Regions from separate parts of the Rattus norvegicus genome. Here regions 1 and 2 are each linked to region 3. Evidence: chromatin contacts called from public Hi-C data. All regions are on one chromosome and are shown on one strand. The core of a region is the stretch at or near the end of the contact, and the rest is flanking DNA. Distances in the headings are between cores, read along the strand shown.

Evidence for each region. A called contact is a pair of places that touch in the nucleus more often than the background predicts.
Region 1: a contact with region 3 is called in a Hi-C map of liver, with 2.5 times the contacts expected there. The contact joins the enhancer-like site here to the promoter of Naxd in region 3. A contact is called at or near these places in 4 of 12 Hi-C or Micro-C datasets (hepatocytes, kidney, liver and 1 more).
Region 2: a contact with region 3 is called in a Hi-C map of the A7r5 cell line, with 2.4 times the contacts expected there. The contact joins the enhancer-like site here to the promoter of Naxd in region 3. A contact is called at or near these places in 5 of 12 Hi-C or Micro-C datasets (the A7r5 cell line, hepatocytes, kidney and 1 more).

Annotation. Positions count from the first base shown.
Region 1 is chr16:84,671,187-84,674,428 of GRCr8, forward strand. Cars2 (cysteinyl-tRNA synthetase 2, mitochondrial) reads left to right here. Exons shown (of 15, transcript NM_001177684.1): 7 at 1,657-1,789; 8 at 2,331-2,464. Among named protein-coding and RNA genes, the nearest start is that of Cars2, 21 kb to the left of the region's middle. Within about 2 kb of position 1,340, at least 3 of the 93 cell types and tissues checked have an H3K27ac peak or open chromatin away from gene starts, as enhancers often do. A contact at or near this core is called in hepatocytes and liver, where this site is marked.
Region 2 is chr16:84,744,185-84,747,468 of GRCr8, forward strand. It overlaps Rab20 (RAB20, member RAS oncogene family), which reads left to right. Exons shown (of 2, transcript NM_001109535.1): 2 at 303-1,426. The coding sequence ends at 829. Among named protein-coding and RNA genes, the nearest start is that of Rab20, 24 kb to the left of the region's middle. Within about 2 kb of position 2,032, at least 40 of the 93 cell types and tissues checked have an H3K27ac peak or open chromatin away from gene starts, as enhancers often do. A contact at or near this core is called in the A7r5 cell line, where this site is marked.
Region 3 is chr16:84,704,085-84,707,581 of GRCr8, forward strand. It overlaps Naxd (NAD(P)HX dehydratase), which reads right to left and starts at 2,136. Exons shown (of 10, transcript NM_001108402.1): 1 at 2,074-2,136. The coding sequence starts at 2,113.

The sequences.
Region 1 (3,242 bases), core at 90-2,589, 34 kb before region 3:
CAGATAGCCACCGTCCCCTGCTGGTCCAGTCATCTGCATGGTTAGAAGGCTCCTTTGTGTGCACCCCTGCCTTCTTATGTCATTCAGATCGATTCCCTGTGTGTGTGTGTGTGTGTGTGTGTGTGTGTGTGTGTGTGTGTGTGTGTATGAGTATGTACAGTGTGTGTGAGTGTATACAATGTGTGTGAGTGTGTATAGTGTGAGTGTGTACAGTGTGTGTTTGTGTGTGTACTCATGTGCACATACACATGCATGTGATGACATTGGCAGCCTTGGCTTTCACCCTGCCAGTTGTCTGGTTTGGATTTGTTTCCAGCTATGTATGGGAAAGATCCTCTGCTTGGAGACATTCCTTGTGCTCTCTGGGCCCTACAGTAGCAGTAGTCTACCATTTTCCTTTGAGGTCATTTTGGCTGGACATAACCGTTGTCTGCAGTGTATCCTGGAGCCCACAGACCACTTTCTCCTCACAGTGTGTTGTCAGTGAAGCCTGACAGCCTCTTATTTCCCTGTGCCTTGTTTGTGAGTCACCTGCCTGCCTGGTGCCAGGGACTTTACCTTTTTCTTTGAAGCGCAGTTGTTTCACAAGATCTAGATCATGACCACATCTGAACCGATGTGTACTGAAAATTCCATCGTCTAGAGATGCCCAGGGCTCCACCCAAGCCTGCATTGGCCTTGCAGGCAGTCAGGGTATTCGGGGGGATCGTCAGGGTGTTCAGGGGTAGTCAGAATGTTCAGGGGGTGGAAATCAGGGTGTTCAGGGGTAGTCAGAGTGTTCAGGGAAGCTGTATGAGTGGAGCCAGCCCTGGGTCAAACTGGAGATTTGGGGACATAGGTGACCCCACGTGGGGCAGCCAGCTTGCTAGAACACCACTGCTTGGTCAGTTGTTTTTGCATGTCACCTCTGCCCAGACTGATCTTTCTTGGAATGACTCTCTTTCTCTCTCTGCTGCCCTGGCCAACTCCTGCCTGTTCCTGCCAACTTTGTCCCACATCAAGGTGCTGCAAACCCCGTGTTACCCTGGGCCTTTTGTGCCTATGTCAGTCCATTGCTAGCCTGCAATTCCCAATGGGCCTCACCTTGTACTGTGCTCCGTCTATGCAGAGGTCCAGACTGACCCAGTGACCTCATTTGTTGATGTGTGTAAATAGGGACAGCAAATCCATGACAGCCACAAAACAGTGAGTTGAGTATGACTGTGGCATTTAAGATGGGTGGAGTTTGTCTGAGGGACTTGCTGAACCTTTTCGTGTCCACCCCTGAGGGACTGACACATCTCTGCTCACTCTTTGCTCTCTTGGCTTCTGTCCTCTATCCTGATGTCACCTTTGCCCTCTGGAGGACTGTTGTCATTGTGGAAAATGTCATGTAGGGACTCTAAAGTAGCTGAACAGAACTGGCCAGGCACTGGTCCCTGTCATCAAGTGCCCCGGTGTTCGAAGGCTCTGTGGATACTCCAGCTCTGCCCTGCCTGTTGGCATGGAGACATCAGTCCTGCTGGCCCACTGGTTAGGAGTGGAACACAGTAGGAGGAGGCATGAGATTTGTGAGAAGGAAGATACATAGCAGGGACAGGCCGTGGTCATGGCTGGGGTGTGTGCGGAGAGAGCTGCACTGTGGTTCCTTACTCAGCGACCTTGCTCTGTCGCCAGCAGTTGACTCTGACAAGAGGCACAGCAGCGACTTTGCCCTGTGGAAGGGAGCCAAACCCCAGGAGGTGTTCTGGGCCTCACCGTGGGGAGACGGCCGGCCCGGATGGCACATCGAGTGTTCTGCCATGGCCAGGTAAACCCCAGCAGTTTCTAGGCTGCAAATGTTCAAGACGGGTATGACAGGGTGGCCTGACTGAGGGAGAGAACAGTCAGGAGGCCTGAGGGGGCTACTGGAGCCGTGAGGAGGAATGCCCTGCCCAGCCCAGGGTGCGCCCAGCCTTCCTGCTTAGTGTAGCCTCCTGCTACCATACAACAGCAGGTACCTCATGGTCCCTGACAGGCAGCTCAAGCCTCAGAGCATGTAAGTGGCACCTCTGAAAAGCCGCTTGAGAACATGTACGTGCCCATGCTGCGGCCAGCTTGCCGCTCCCGAGTGGCAAGCTGGGAGGGTGGTAGGGGCGGTACTACCCCTCTCTGTTCTCAGGCAACCCTTGCTTCCCTAAGGTTCTGACAGCTCCAACAGTTGGTGGCTGCTCCCTCCCTGCCTGCCCGTAGATCCATATGCAGCTGAGCAGAAACATTTTATGGCGTGAGGAGGGCTGTCGGGAGTGAGTGTGTGCGGTGTGGACCCTCATGTCAAGGCTGCTCACATGCGCTTGCACTCTGCCCTGCAGCGAGGTGTTCGGAAGCCAACTGGACATCCACACCGGCGGCATAGACTTGGCTTTCCCACATCATGAAAATGAAATCGCACAGAGTGAAGTCTTCCACCAGTGCCAGCAGTGGGGAAATTACTTCCTACATTCGGGTGAGCCTGACTTGAGGCAAACCTCTTCTTTGGTTCTGTCTACTCTGCCTTTGGAGTCCATAGCTCTGCAGGGAGGGCTGGAGATGAGTCTGACTGAAATCACTGCTTGGGTTTCTGTAGAGTATCTTTTCTTTCTTCTTTGCTAGTCTCACGTGTGAATACAATGTATCTTGACCTGACTGATCATACAGCGCTCCAGCCTGTCACGTGGGGTTCCTCTTGTGTTGGTAGCCATGGCTGCAAAGCTTGTGAGAGCAACAGCCACCGCTGTCCAGAAGACATTTTGCAGCCCCTCTGCTGTCTCTGCCTCTTAGTCTCTTTCTAGTCTTTTTCTCTGAGAGGCTCCTTGAGGCTTGAGGGACTAGATTTAGGACAGACAAACATTTATCCTCAGCACTTTGCCTGAGTCTGCGCCGACTGCTGCCCACTGCAGAAAGGGACTTCTTTGGCCAGAGCTGAGAGCAGCACTGACCCGTGTGTATAAATACTTAGAAGGCAGTTTATACAGGGTTGTTCAGCAAAACCACAGTAGTAGGCACCCAGATAGAGCCTGTCACTCCCGAGCCATGGGCTTTTGACCAGATTTACAGCACCAGGCACAAATTCCCTTCTGTGCAGCAGGCCTCAGATCCAGTCAGAAAGTGGCTGGCTACTGTGCTGGTTAAATGAATTAAAGAGAATCTCAGAGGTACCAAAATGCTTTGGTATTACAGTAAAGAAAGAAAACTCAGCATTTCCCCTTGGATTCATTTGACTGAGAAAAGGTGCAGGTTTGAAT
Region 2 (3,284 bases), core at 782-3,281, 40 kb after region 3:
GCAGCCACTCTCTGATCAGGAGACACCTGTGTGTCCCTTGTCCTGAATACTGACAATGGTGTATGGTTAGGTGGTGACAGTGGTAGTGTGAGAACTGCTTCTGGTATCTGGGGTGGAGCATCCGGCTTTAACTGGATGTGCGGTCCTGCTCAGTCACCTGGACCAGCTTTATGTGGGCATTGGTGTCTCAGTCTCCTGCCCTGGCCTCCTAAACCCTGTGGGGGCAGGGAGACCCTGAGCACAGTTTGGTGGTGGCATATCCTGAGATGAATAGTCATCTTTCTCTCGTTTCTTCCTGCCAGGGCGGGAGCAGTTCCACGGTCTGGGCTCCATGTACTGCCGGGGAGCGGCCGCTATTATCCTTACCTACGATGTGAACAACCCACAGAGCCTGTTTGAGCTGGAGGACAGATTCCTGGGCCTGACAGAAACAGCCAACAATGACTGCCTATTTGCCATTGTGGGGAACAAAGTAGACCTGACCACGGAGCGTGGCCCGGAGGGCGGGGAGAAGGATCAGGCCTCTGGGAAGACAGGCAGCTGTGTCTCCTCCAAGGTACCCAAGCAGGTGCATCCGGAGGATGCGATGGCCCTTTACAAGAAGATCCTGAAGTACAAGATGTTAGACGAGAGGGAGATGCCGGGTGCCGAGCAAATGTGCTTTGAGACCAGCGCCAAGACCGGACACAACGTGGACCTCCTCTTTGAAACCTTGTTCGACCTGGTGGTACCTATGATCACTCGGCAGAAGGCTGAGGAGTCGTCTCCGATTGTGGATATAACCATCTGCAAAGCACCCAAACAGACTCGATCTGGGTGCTGTGCCTAATGGCAGGAGGTCTGTCTTGTCATGTGCTATGTGTGGGAGCCATTGGGCTAAGAAGTCACACAGTGCTGTGTTCAGAGGAAAATGGACGAATGACCACCAGCTGCTGATACAGGCCACAGGACCCAGTGACCTCTGGGCATCTGGAGGTGGCACTCAAACCTTCTGTGGAGCCAGCCTGGTGCCACCACATCTACTGCCCTTTGCATTCATCTGTCATACCATCTCAGAGCCTGCAGTCTGAGGTCCCGCCTTGAACTGGTCTTGACTTGCTAAGTCACTACATCCTGCACCCCGTCTGTTCTCAGAGGCCTGTCTCCACTGTGATTCATATATGGTCTTCCTGTTTGATACCCGTACCTTGATGTGTTATGATGATGATGACTCTCCATGTTTAATTTATATAAATCAGGAACAGCTGTTTTTATACTGGATGAAGCCAGATGGGCTATACATTATTAAAAAATTGATTTGGGGGAAAAGCCTTGTTATTGGGAATGTTTATTTGAACCACAGGAGATTCCTTAATCCTGGGAGGGGTGGGAGAGTGATTGGGGGCAGGGGTGGTTACCACGAACCTGTGGTTAAATGTGGCAGTGAATCTCTCTCTTGAAAGTTTCGTTCAGTCCTTATTGATTCCAGGATATTTGGATGAATCTTTTACCAAGTTGTCTGGACCGCCTGAACTGTAGTGGTGGCTACACTCACAGCTTTGATCCTGATCTGATCTGACTCCCCACCCCCACCGTCCCAAGTCAAAACCCCTTTGTGGTTTTCCTGTGGGTGGTGAGGTAGCCGCTCTGCAAGAAGCTGACAGGCAAACATGGGAGACAATGACGCCTGTGTTCCTAGAAATTCATTGAGAGCAAGCAGGCAGAAACTGGGGCTCCATGAGGCAGAGAGGCCAGCACAGTGTGGGTGGGTTTTGCTAACGCTGCTGAAAGCCCATGTCTTTGTTGGTCCTGTTGTTGCAGGCCTGAGTGGCCTTCCCCGCAAAGCCTGTATCTTTCAGATGAGACACAATGTTGCACCTGCCATGGAGCGTGGGCACCGTCAAGGCTTCCTCCTGCTGAAGCCACGGCAGAACACCCACACTCAGTTTCACAATAGCTTGTCAAAAACTGAAAGTGAGTCTGCTTCCCACTGAAATGTCTGGAGCACCCCAATAGAGGCAGAAGCTGTACTTCCTGTCCTCGAGATGGATCTTGGCCAGTAACACGTCTGGGAAATGTGTGACTCAGAGAGCCTGGGGTCATTCTTTTGACACTTCAGAGTGAAACTGTGGTCACATGACGTGGCTTTTGCTGTTCCGGTTTAAGGTCCTGGATGGGCAGGTGACTTCCCAGGGTCCTTCATGGTATTCTCTTTTTTGAGTCCTGTCTGCACTGAGTTTCCCAGCTGCCGTCTTCTTGAATGGCCCAGGGGGTTGGTATTCAAGACAGAAAGCCACTTCTACTTCAGTGTGCACCTGTGTTTGGGATTCTAGAAGTGAAAGTAGCTGTGGGCTCTTTCACTGCACTCCCGTCTATCTCTTGAACGTCACTGGCCCTTTGTGGCCTGAGTGGGGGACAGTCAATTCCTTAAATGCCTGCTTAGCCATCTGTATACCATCAAGTGACATGGCGTCCTGAGCCGAACCCTGGCACCCTGTCCTGAGCACTTCTTCTTGGGGACCTTGCACATTATTAGCCTTGGTCTCTTCATAGGGAACCAGGTCCTTGGGACTGATTTAAGGGGCTGCAGGGCTTGAGTTTCTCTAGGAAGCCACCAGTTCTGTGAGTCCTCAGTGAGTGGGTGACTTGCCTTTGTGGGTCTCTCTGCAGAATGTGGGAAATGATCTGGGAACATGCCCCCAAACTCCCTACTTTCCTTTGTCCCAATGTGGTAGCCCCAGGCTCCAGAGCTGCAGTCAGAGACCTCAGAAGCCTGTGGTTGGAATTTTCACTCAGGCTCCATGGTGTCCTCAAGCAGAGGGACAGCTCCGGACATTTACCACTGCTTTTGAGGAATCCAACTTGGCCATGGTGACAGGGAGGTCTGAGGTTAGCTGTGTTAAATTCTGCCTGTAGTTCCCATTTCCCCAGGTCCCCCGGCCAGCTCTTTAAAAAGCACAACAGTCATGCCCACCCCTCTCTCCCTAGTACAGGAAGAGCTGTGGACTGACAGGAAACAGCCTCAGACGAGGACCTTGTCCCCACTTTGCCCATCACATGGTCTTACCTAGGTGCTTTTGAGGAAGCTCTAGAGACAGGGGAGAGAGAGGGTTTCTTCCACACAGTGGAGGGAAAATAGCACTGAATATACCTTTAGTTCCTTAGTGCTGGGGTTCTCCAACTGGACGGATGACCATAAGTCTTTGAGAAGACAGGCCTTGGAGACCCAGGGGCCCAGAGACCTTAGCTGGGTGTGTGGTCCCCTCTCCAGGCATTTGTGCCTCTTGAGGGTACATTGGTTCCAG
Region 3 (3,497 bases), core at 886-3,385:
TTAATATCACTAAGTCAACAGACACCTAGCTATGGTTAGTTTTTAGGTCAACTTGACACAGCCAAGAGTCACCTGGGAAGAGGGAGTCTCCATTGAAGGACAGTACAGATTAGTCCCTGGGGAACTGTCTTGAATTTTGATTAATGTGGGATCTGACTGTGAGCAGTGCCACTCCTGGAAAGGTGGTATTGAGAGGTAGAAGAAAGCGGGTTAAGCCAGTAACAGGGTTCCCCCACGGTCTCTGCTTCAGTTCCTGCCTGACTTCCCTTAAAAATGGCTGGGACCTGGAAATAGAAAGTTGAAATAAACTCCTTCTCCACAGTTGCTTTTGGTCATGGCGTTTACCACAGCAATGGACAGCACACTAGAAGTCTACACCCCAAAAGCAGAGAATGCTGAGAGTACCAGACGATGCCTGAGAATAAGTTTCCTGCTTGGCTGTCACTGAACAGTATGCTGCTCTCTGTGCCATGACTATAAATCTGTCCCACGATTGGATGCCGTTAGGATAACCTGAAGACGTGTAAAGAGTCAGGTGCTTTACACCAGGACAGAGCTGTATTAGTAAAGGCTCCAGGAACGTCGATTAGATTTCCCAACACTTTACACCGGATCCAGTTTTAGTTGGCTACTGCCCCACCTGGTGGATTTGTCCCCTGAAGTATTAAGAGACTTATTCTATTTACATAAGTGACTTTGTCGCCACGACAATCCGGAGTCTGGAAAAGCAGGTCGAGCCTGTTTCCATTTTGTTGGCTTTAAAGAAACTGTGGCCGGGGAAGGCAATCACGGCTTGTGTGCCCCAAGTGCTTTCTGTTAATGTGAATTCTAAGCTGGAACATAGGACAGTAATTCTTATATTACGTGAGACTCACCCTAAGCACAGGCAGTTTTAAGGTCTAAAGCCCAGAAGTCTACCAGGTCTTTGGCAGAAATTTAGCAAGCTAATCTAGTAATGAAACCTCAGTAAGTGCAAAGGAAAAAAAGCATCACTAATCAGAATGTCTGAAAATGTAAAGCAATTCCCAAAAGAAAAAAGGCCTCTAAATAAAAGGATGTTTAGAAGCCGCCTTACGTGTGACAGACAGTACGGACTTGGAGAAACACCTCTCCAGGGCTTTCAGAACTGCTTCAATCGAAAAACAAAACACCAGCAAGTTTATACATTTTATTCCTGGACTTTGATCAACATGTTTGTAGTCCACGGTCAAATCTCCCTAACGAATCCTACGTCGAACAGTCCTGGGGAATGCTGGCTAAGTCACTTCTACAGAGACTCATTTAGTGTCTACAGAAAGGTGGACAACAGCCAGCGCCCACCCCCTTTCACTCCCTTTCGCTCCCTGCCTAATAAGAAGTGGGGTGTAGTGCTGGGGGATATTAGAAAACTAACTTTCCACAAACGGTTGGAACAAAGTCATATAAGGAAACGAGAGAACCGAATGTGCCATTTGCTCAATCCAAGAATTCTTCCTCATCTCAAAAGTCACCTACCTCCGACTCCAACTATTGGGACAAGGTCTTAGATGTGTCTGGCTGCTCTACAAAGCGAGTTCCAAGCTACATAGAGAAACTTAAAAAAAAAAAAAAGTGTCTAACCGGGTCTCCGAATCTCAAAGTCACTCGACTTGGTCCATCACTTAAGCATACAGAACGCAATCCCAAGCTTAGGGGACAGGAAACGGGGCGAGCCACATATTGACTTCACCCACCTCCAAACACTTGCACGCTTTGAGCTAGGGCAGCCTGTCTCCAGCATACAGGAGCTGGCAAGTAAGCCACTGTGTGTACGCGATCCAGCTCATGTAATGGGCCGCATCTCCCACTCCTCTAGTCCAGGCCCCCAGTAATTCAAGAGAGCCGGGCAGCCTGGTTGTCAGGCAGGCGGCCCCACTGGCTCCCGGGCGCTGGAGCACCAGGCAGAGTCCGCCCTCCCGCAGAGGCGGTCCGGGCCGGTACCTGCTAGCAGCGGCGAACAGTGGAACGCGATCGCGGCGGAGAGCAGTGCCATCACGACCGCCGCAGCCCCATACGGACAAACAGCCATCCGCGGGACGCCGGTATCGATCTTACCTCCTCCGCAGGCGCGGATCGCCACACACCGGATGCCCATGACCGTCCAGCGGACTTCCGGGTTCCCAGCTGCCCCCGCGCGGCCGCCCGGCCACTGCCATTGGTCTCAGCTCCGCCCGCGGCCCCAGCTTCCGGCACCGCCGGAAGCGTGCTCCGGACTCCGAGGACTGATCCCACCCCCGGGGTTAACGTCCACCACTTACCTCCGCTTGCTGCTTGCTCAGACGATTGACTAGCAAGACACCCAATCTGGCCTGGCCCCAGATTAAATAGTGTGGTAGCTTGCTCACGGAAGGACCTTGGCGGTTTAGGGTCCTATTTCCTTTTTATTCTGTAGTGTGTTGTCCGTGGGCGTTATGGGACACGATTCACTTGGAGTTCAGGTTTCTTGGCAGCCTGCCTGTAGCTGTGCTGCCCAAATAGGTGATGTCCTTACCCCTGATGTGTCCCACAGCTAAGTCTGCAAGGCCTTAGCCTAGCATCTCTCAAACCATCTTTTGGCCCCAGCTCCTGGAGGTCTTTGTCATCCCAATATCTTCTATTAGAAGATAGGTAACAACAGCTTAAGCCCCCGGCTTAAGCATCCTGACAGCTCTTTCATACCCATGCCTCTCGTGGCTGCCTGCCTATGATACTAACACTTGTGCCCTGTAGGAAGCCTGGATGAGGACAGTAGCCGCCTGGGTTGTTTTCTACAAAGTGACACAAACCGATGGCCTAAATGTATGAACTGACGTCTTGACTTTTCCGTTGTATGGCTCACCAGAAGGTTTTTATTGTAGACGAGAAGGGGGGGGGGGGAGTGCAGAGGCATCTGGAAGAATCCAGAGCAGTAGACGGAACACGGCCAGGGCTATCTGTGAGAGAGGGACATCAGGAGATAAAGTTTAGTGAGAGAAGCAGAGCAGAACACATAGCAAGTAGCAAGTACTTGTGATAACTGAGGGAGCCTGGAGGCCAGCATGGGCTTTGAGATGCTCATAAGCACCACAGGTAGCCGTGTGTGTCTGTCCTTTAATGCCCAGAGGCCTAGGGGAACCAGCCTGACAAATTCCTGAGGAATGCTGGCTTTTATCTAACACCCAGAAATCCTATAGTCAGGGTTGAACTCATTTCTGGGTATTTGGATTGCCTTTTGGAGTTTAGGGAACTGGAGTTTCCTTTAGACCTAACATGAAGGGATGTTCGGCCTTTTTGGCATCGGGCCTATGGTTACAATGTATCACTATTGCAGTAATTTTACAGGGTGTTTCCACCCACTCCGGAATAAAAAAACACAGAAACCTGGTATTTTGTTAATTAAGTTGTCAGCGATATGCTAGGCAGGTTCTGAGCTATTCTAACCCACATCCCAGCTGTAGGCCCCTTGTTTCTTACTTGCTACCTGAGTCTTGCTCTGTTTGCTCAGCTCCAGGTGTGCCTCG